Linked DNA regions of Danio rerio: region 1 is linked to region 2. Evidence: chromatin contacts called from public Hi-C data. All regions are on one chromosome and are shown on one strand. The core of a region is the stretch at or near the end of the contact, and the rest is flanking DNA. Distances in the headings are between cores, read along the strand shown. Region 1 overlaps tns1b (tensin 1b). Region 2 has its middle 490 kb from the start of tns1b.

Region 1 (4,267 bases), core at 461-2,960, 310 kb after region 2:
TGTTAAAAATTGTTCTAATTTGCTCTATTGAAAACGTGATCAGAAAAACATTCATAACACATTTATAATGCCTCATGACGATCATGTTTATGACAGATCTATCTATCTATCTATCTGTCTGTCTGTCTGTCTGTCTGTCTGTCTGTCTGTCTGTCTGTCTGTCCGTCCATCCATCCATTAAATGATCCATCCATCCATCCATCCATCCATCCATTATCTATCTATCTATCTATCTATCTATCTATCTATCTATCTATCTATCTATCTATCTATCTATCTATCTATCTATCTATCTATCTATTAAATGATCCATCCATCCATCCATCCATCCATCCATCCATCCATCCATCCATCCATCCATCCATCCATCCATCTATCTATCTATCTATCTATCTATCTATCTATCTATCTATCTATCTATCTATCTATCTATCTATCTATCTATCTATCTATCTATCTATCCATTAAATCATCCATCCATCCATCCATCCATCCATCCATCCATCCATCCATCCATCCATCCATCCATCCATCCATCCATCCATCTATCTATCTATCTATCTATCTATCTATCTATCTATCTATCTATCTATCTATCTATCTATCTATCTAATGATCTATTCATCCACCCACCCACCCATCCATCCATCCATCCATTCATCCATCCGTCTATCTACCTATCCATCCATCCATTAAATGATCCATCCATCCATCCATCCATCCATCCATCCATCCATCCATCCATCCATCCATCCATCCATCCATCCATCTATCTATCCATCTATCTATCTATCTATCTATCTATCTATCTATCTATCTATCCATTAAATCATCCATCCATCCATCCATCCATCCATCCATCCATCCATCCATCCATCCATCCATCCATCTATCCATCTATCTATCTATCTATCTATCTATCTATCTATCTATCTATCTATCTATCTATCTATCTATCTATCTAATGATCTATTCATCCACCCACCCACCCATCCATCCATCCATCCATTCATCCATCCGTCTATCTACCTATCCATCCATCCATTAAATGATCCATCCATCCATTCATCCATCCATCCTACCAACTATTTATCTATTTATCTATCTACCTATCCATCCATTAATTGATTCATCCATCCATCCATCTATCCATCCATAAATAGACATTCTACAAAAGTTATTTAGAGTGGAAAAAGGTTTAGATTTCTAAAATATTTTTTAACATAAAAAAATGGTTAAAAATCGTTTAATGAACGTTTTTTAGGCACTCAAAAATGGTTGCTTCATGGTATCACTTAAAATAGTTACTTTGAACTTTTACGTATGACTCAATCTGTAATTGTCCATCTTTGCAATCATTTGTGAAATTCACAACCATTTTATGAGTAAAAAACAGTCCTTTCCAGTGCACTTCTGCTCTCTTGACTGCTGTGCGATAGTTTTTTTTTTCACATCTATTACAGTCCGTCATGTTTCTCTTCTCAAGCGTGTCCCGTGTGGTTTGTCCGGCACGTTTCTGCACACATGAGCCCTGTGCTCCTCCGGGCAACACAATAAAAGAGCAGGACGACCATATTGGGTGTGAAAGTGCACTGTGGGGACTGGCCGAGGGTTTGCCTTGTTAGGAAATCAGGTTTCGGGTGTATAAACACTCGAGGAGGAGGAGAGAAAGAGGAGTGTGTGAAAGAGATGTAGAGACAGAAAGAGGATTAGGAGGGGCTGCTCAATATCTGACACAACGACTTAAGAATGTTCAGAAAGAGAGAGAGGAGAGGAGGAGCGGGCTGGCATTTCCCATGCTGGCCTTTTGTAAGGAGCAGCGGGTCCCGGAGGACTGGGCAGTACCGGGTTACACACACAGAGCACAATCACAGAGCTGGACCATATGTTTCCTCACACACACATATTCAGAGCACTTTAACATGCTACATTCATTCTTACACAGCCAGCAGGTCTCCTAACTGACTGGCAACACAGCATTTTTTACAGCATAGAGGTGGGGTTTGGGGACACGCCTCCTTTTAAAAAATCATACATTTACATATAAATCAAATTTGATCAATCATTAATTCATTCATTTTCCTTCGGCTTAGTCCCTTTATTCATCAGCGGTTGACACAGTGGACTAAACCGCCAACTTAATCAGCATGTTTTACAAAACAGGGTTGGTTCAATTCCCTCACCTGAACAGATACAGTGGAAGTAACAAACTGAATACTGAGACTGGACACCCTAATTTAACACACAACATGCCAGGTTCTGGATGTGCATCACAGAGCTGGTGCAAATACAAGCACCAAAGTTGTGTCTAATACATAATATTCATAGGTTTTCTATTTTTTCTTTTTTTACCTTTTCGATTCGCTTGATGTGCTGTGGTCCACTCTCTCATGCAGCGCTGCCTGACGATGGGATTTACATTCAGACTAATGCAACAATTAAAATGACACATGACCTCATTCTTTACTAAGTCATGTCTTTGTGGACTTTGTTAAGATTTATTCTCTTTTCAATACAATCAACTCTACTCTTAACATGTAAGAAGGACGTAAAAACCTGCCATGGGAAAAGTCACACAGATATTGGGTTGGTTTGAACACGAAAAGAGGCGAGGTGCTGTAGTAGTAAAAAGTGGCAATTAGGCAGCATAATATGGTTGTTTTTAGATCGGATATGGTTGCGGCAGGAAGCTAACAAGAATTATTCATATTATTTATTACATTTTTAATTAATTGTATTTTATTAATGTCTACCCCCACCCCAGCCCTAAACCCAACCTTCACAGCACTGCAAAAACGGAGTTACACTGAGTATTATTAATGCTATCTATTAAATTAGCCAATAAATTGTATTTTTTAACGCCTACCCCTAACCCTAAACCCAATCGTCACAGTAATGTAAGAACAGTAGTTCTACCGAACATTATTTATGTTATCTATTAAATTACCCAATAAAATGTATTTTTAATGCCTGCCCCCACCCCAACCCTGAACATAACTGTCACAGAACTGTAAAAATATTAATTACTGTTATAAAGTATTATTAAAAAATGCTGCTATATTAATGTGCATATTGTACTTCCAGGCCGGCCGTGTATGCGATGTAGACTTTATCGTATAATACAGAGAGTAGACCAAAGTGCATCAAATGATCGGTAATTAAAAGGGAAAAAACTAAAATACAATACATATACATATATATATATATATATATATATATATATATATATATATATATATATATATATATATATATATATATATATATATATATATATATTAGACACACATCTGATGCTTGTATTTGCACCATCTCCACGTCCACAAACTCACGCAAGTGAAAATCACTTTACAAAATAATGTAAACTTGATTGAATGCTCTATCTATCTATCTATCTATCTATCCATCCATCCATCCATCCATCATCAATTTGTAATCTTTTGATTTAGTGGCTAATTTGTATGATCTCAATCACACATTTTAGTGTATTAATCATTTCCCACCCCCCAATGGTTTAGGAGTACGCCTCCTTTTTCACAAATCATACGTATTAGTATAAATGAAAGCTTATGAATTCAAACAAATAATATATTTGTTTTACACATATGTAAACTAGTTACATTTCCGCCATCAATTCCTGGTTCTATAGCTGATGGACTTGAGAACTGATCCCTCGCTTTTGCTGTGATTCTTTTTCTATTCTTCTTCTATCAAATTCTGGCAATAGTAAATACGCTATAAATAGAACCTCAATCAAAGCACATAATTGATTGCATGCACCGGACACAAACATGTTGTGTCTAAAGCCCTGTGCACAATTGTTGAACAATGCAAACTGTAAACAGCTACTGTACTCTAAAATAACACTGAAACACAGTAAAAGCATGTTATTTTTCGGTCAGCCTGATTAAAAAGCATGTTATTGTTTTGTAATAGCAACAGTAGCCTTTCACCACTAGTATGACTAAGTCTATTTTGCATCTTTTATCTTTTTAATGTTTCATAATGGAACTCAAAACCTCTCTGTGGACAATATTTCAGCTTCAATATGTCTTGTAATGCTGAATCACAGAGTTTACTGCATAAGCAAACAACAAAACAACCATTTGTTTACATTATCAATGAATTGTGTATTAGATGCAAATATAAGTCAAGGAAATTTTCCAAATGCTCAATTATCTAACAACATTAAAACTGAGAAAAACGACCACGTATATTTACTTTTTAAACAAACAAACAAATCCATATATGAGTTGTTGGCAAATCA
Region 2 (4,369 bases), core at 1,264-3,763:
GGGCCAAATTTGCATCTACACGTGTGAGCCACTTTAGGTTTAGACTCAGATTACCCTTAAAGGACTATGCCACTATTTTGCCAACTGTGGCCCACATTTGTCCTCTGTCATTTGGGCCAAATTGACCATTTTCCACATGGGCCACATTAGGCACACATTTAGGTTACATTTTGCCGTAAGTTCCAAATCTTTGCCTTAAATGGCCCATATATGAATTGAAATCTTTGGACGCCCTTTGCCACAGTACAGGTCGGCCACTTCAGGTTTACATTCATTTTGTCTGGGTTGAAGGAATACCACCAGTGCCGCATAACTGCCTAAAGTGGCCCGCATTCGTATGCTATCTGAGTATGATCATGTCTACAATGAATCAAATAACGTATTACTAAAGTCATCTGGAATGGCAAAGAAAGCATTCTTGCAGGACTCACAGAGTTCATCAAGATTCTTTAGATTAATCTCCAATGCCTCCACCATCTTACCCCAGACATGCTCAATAATGTTCATGTTTGGTGACTGGGCCGGCCAATCCTGGAGCACCTTGAACTTCTTAGCTTTCAGGAGCTTTGATATGGAGGCTGAAGTATGAGGAGCACTATCCTGCAGAATAATTTGCTCTTTGCGGTGGTTTGTACTGTAATGGGCACCAGTCTTGATACCTCAGGCTGTTGATGTTGCCATCCACTGTGTGATAGATGATAGATTAGATCAAATGTGACCCTTGACCACACACTTATGTTGCGTGGGTATATTTCAATAGCCAAAATACATTGTATGGGTATTATTTTATGGTAAAAAAAAACATTATATAAACTCAAGTAAAGATCATACTAATCAGTGTTCTTCTTATATTAGTAATATGCATTGGACAACTTTAAAGTTAATATTCTCAATATTTAAAGAGCCCCTATTGTGGGTTTTCGAAAATGAGCTTCCATGTAGTGTGTAACAGATCTAAGTGAAGTGAAATATCCAGCTAAGGCTTAAATCTGAAAGAGGACAGTTTTTAAAACTATTGATTCATCTAAAAAAGAGTCGACTCATAGTGGTTGAATCGTCTTTATAACGAGTCTTTAGCCGTTTCGGCGTGACGTGAAACATAGTTGTTATGGGCACAAACCCGGGAAAATTTAAACCTGCGCCCCACTCACCAACACAGCCGCGAAGATAAACAGATCCTGAAGTCATAAGTCAAGAAGACGCTGTGCTTACCTGGATATTATTGGAAGTGTAAGGGGAAATAATTGATCCAGCAGTCTACACGCTTACAGTGGGCGATTCATTCGTTTGTTAAAGAAATGATCAGAAAAGACTGGTGTATGAGACTTGTGAGAATGGGCACACAATACACCAGGGGTGCGTGCAAAATAAGGTCAGTTTATTAGGCATAAAGGCAGCCTGCTACACGCTGATGAGCACTACAACCCCCTTGCTGGGGATGGGATCTTTGGGCGAAGCAGAATAAAGGTAAGCCCTGAGAACATATAACACTTCACCAGGAGGTGCCACAGCAATAATTGCAAAAAGAAATGATTTAGGTTACAGCTGAGAAGGGAGAAAAGCTCGGTCACGGAAATCACGCCTCAGTAAATGATGTGCACGCTATCGGTTTCATTTTCACTGCTAAGTGCTGGTCACGGGGTTATGTCCGCCGGGGGCTTGACAAATTTGTCTCGCGCTGGGCATTTGTCTAGCACTGGGCATTTGTCTAGCGCTGAACGCTGTCAGCCAATCGCAACAGGCTGTCATCGGTCCAATCAGCGCAGATTAGCTTCGCGCTAAGGAGGGGTTTGGGAACAAATGAATCGCTGAACGATTCATATGAGAGTCGCTGGGATAATTGGGTAAAATTAAAAGCATATTATAAGACCATGAAAGTGTTTTTGACTTTGCATGCATATCAGTATGTTGTTGGAGACCCATATAACTGAAATATGACCCTTTTTCATGTATAATATGGGCTCTTTAAATATTTCTTGAAACCTCAGAATCTAAACTATTCATACAAGCTTAAAACAGTTATATTATAACAAACCATAAGAACATAAGGAAAGCTTATTTATTCAACTTTCAGATGTTAAAGTAAGTTCAGTATAAGAATCTTCATAGTACTGGGGTAACAAATGTAGTTTTTAAATTGATTATGACAAAAATTATATTAGAGACGTCTCCTTTGTGCTGAAAGCTTGGTTTAAATGCATTTTTTTTTTTTTTTTTAGTGGTCAGGACAAAATCATCTTTGGAAAAAAACTGGTGGAAACACATCCCTCACTCAACTCACACATTTTATCCCATAGAGACACATTTCTCTCATAGTCAGTTTAAGATTGAGTTAAAGTGAGTCTCTGATACTGGTGGCAGGACAAGATGAGACTAACCAATAACAGACACAGTCTTAGGTCACCTCCAAGGGTTTTGTCTGACCGTTGAGTGGAAACTCTGAGTAACGCTATATAAGAGCTATTGTTTTGCTCTGTAATCTTCTGGGGCTTAGAGTGACACTCCCAACACAATGAGCCAACCTTTTTTCTAACCTTCTAGCAATGTGAAGAAGTAGGAGTGACCGACTCTGGAACACACTTAATGAGAAAAAGCCTTTCCGCTTACTGATCTGCTACATAACTCCATAATTCCCGAATGACATCATCCTTTACTTGTTTGCGGACTGAAGTAATTAGCGGAAGCGAGAGAAATGCAACCCAGAAATGCAAATCAACACTTGCATATTTCAGCTATTAGATCTGCAATCCGCCACAGAAAACATCTGTTTTCTGAGATCATCTAAATGTACATGGTGCTGTTGATGTTTAGAGAATTTACTGCACAGTCAGCTCCAAATATGTGGGATCTTCTAATGAGTTCGCATTTATTAAATGAACATTTTACTTATTCATTTATTCATTTTCCTTTGGCTTAGATCCTTTTTTATCAGGGGTCACCACAGCGGAATGAACTACTATTCCAGAATATATTCGCCAACTATTCCAGAATATGGAATATGCTTTAAGCGGCAGATGCCTTTCCAGCTGCAACCCAGTAATGGGAAACACCCACACACGCTCACATTCACACTCGTACTCATACACTACAGCCACTTTAGTTTATTCAATTCACCTATAGCATATGCTTTTGGACTGTGGGGGAAACCGGAGCACCTGGAGGAAACCCACGCCAACACGAGGAGAGCAAACTTTACACAGAAATGCCAACTGGCCCAGACAGGACTCGATCCAGCAACCTTCTTGCTATGAGGCGACAGTGCTAACCACAGAGCCACTGGTTTATATAAACTGTTAACAATTTCCTGCATAATCTACAGTAACTGACTGGCAGCAGTTCGCCAGTAACTTACTGTAAATCAATTACAGTTAGAGATGGGTATCGTTAAGGTTTAATCGGTATTACTACTTTTATCGATACACTTATCGGTTCAGTACTTTTTCGGTACGGTTTTCCGATCGGTACATTTTTTATTTTTTATTTTTATAAAAACAAAAACTAATTAAACAGAATTAACAACTTTATTTTATTATTACGTTTTTAATGCAATATATATATATATATATATATATATATATATATATATATATATATATATATATATATATATGTATATATATATATATATATATATATATATATATATATATTGTATTAACTATTTTGTGCTTTTTATTATTAATATTTTATAGTCTGTATGCGAACACCTCATAACATTAAATAAAAAGAGCTTTCCCAACTTCCTTGGCTATAAAAGTCTGATCTGGTCAGATTTTACAATTAGGTTTCATTAATTAATGTTAGTTAATGTATTAACATGCACTAATAATGAACACCACTTGTACAGCATTTATTAATCATAGTTCAACATTTACTAATGCAATATTTAAAACAAAAAAAAAATGTATTTCCATAAGCTAACGCTAACAAAAACGTACAGATGCTGTGATAATTGTGCTGTTTATTGCTTGTGTGAGTTAGTAAATACATTAATTAACATTAATTAATACAACATTATTGTATACTGTTATTTGTGATATTTTGGATATTTTTTCCACTTCTGCATGAATGGAAGCATGAAGCTTATAACAAAATCATTTTCAGTACGAACTTAAACGTGTACATCTGGACACATTGGCCTCTAAATGCCCAAATTTCTTGATTTAAGGCCAATAGACGTCAGATCAAATACATTTTGTTACTATATTTCATCCTTTCTAAGCCTTCATAAATGGTGTGCCTGCAATGAGGAAGGGACTTAGAAATAATGCACAACCAATCTAGTGTTTGACCTTCCTCCAAGGTTTCTTAGTGTGCAAGTTTATAATTAATGTTCCTATAAGGAAAAGAGGCTTGGTATGATTGATAC

What was found. Hi-C and Micro-C count contacts between places; a contact is called where the count stands out from the background.
Region 1: a Hi-C map of fibroblasts shows a contact between it and region 2, with 5 times the contacts expected there. The contact joins two enhancer-like sites. A contact is called at or near these places in 4 of 18 Hi-C or Micro-C datasets (caudal fin, fibroblasts, hematopoietic stem cells and 1 more).

The regions. Positions count from the first base shown.
Region 1 is chr9:49,550,406-49,554,672 of GRCz12tu, forward strand. The region is part of intron 2 of tns1b (tensin 1b); the gene reads right to left. Among named protein-coding and RNA genes, the nearest start is that of tns1b, 180 kb to the right of the region's middle. Within about 2 kb of position 1,711, at least 29 of the 62 cell types and tissues checked have an H3K27ac peak or open chromatin away from gene starts, as enhancers often do.
Region 2 is chr9:49,239,713-49,244,081 of GRCz12tu, forward strand. No RefSeq gene overlaps it. Among named protein-coding and RNA genes, the nearest start is that of tns1b, 490 kb to the right of the region's middle. Within about 2 kb of position 2,514, at least 5 of the 62 cell types and tissues checked have an H3K27ac peak or open chromatin away from gene starts, as enhancers often do.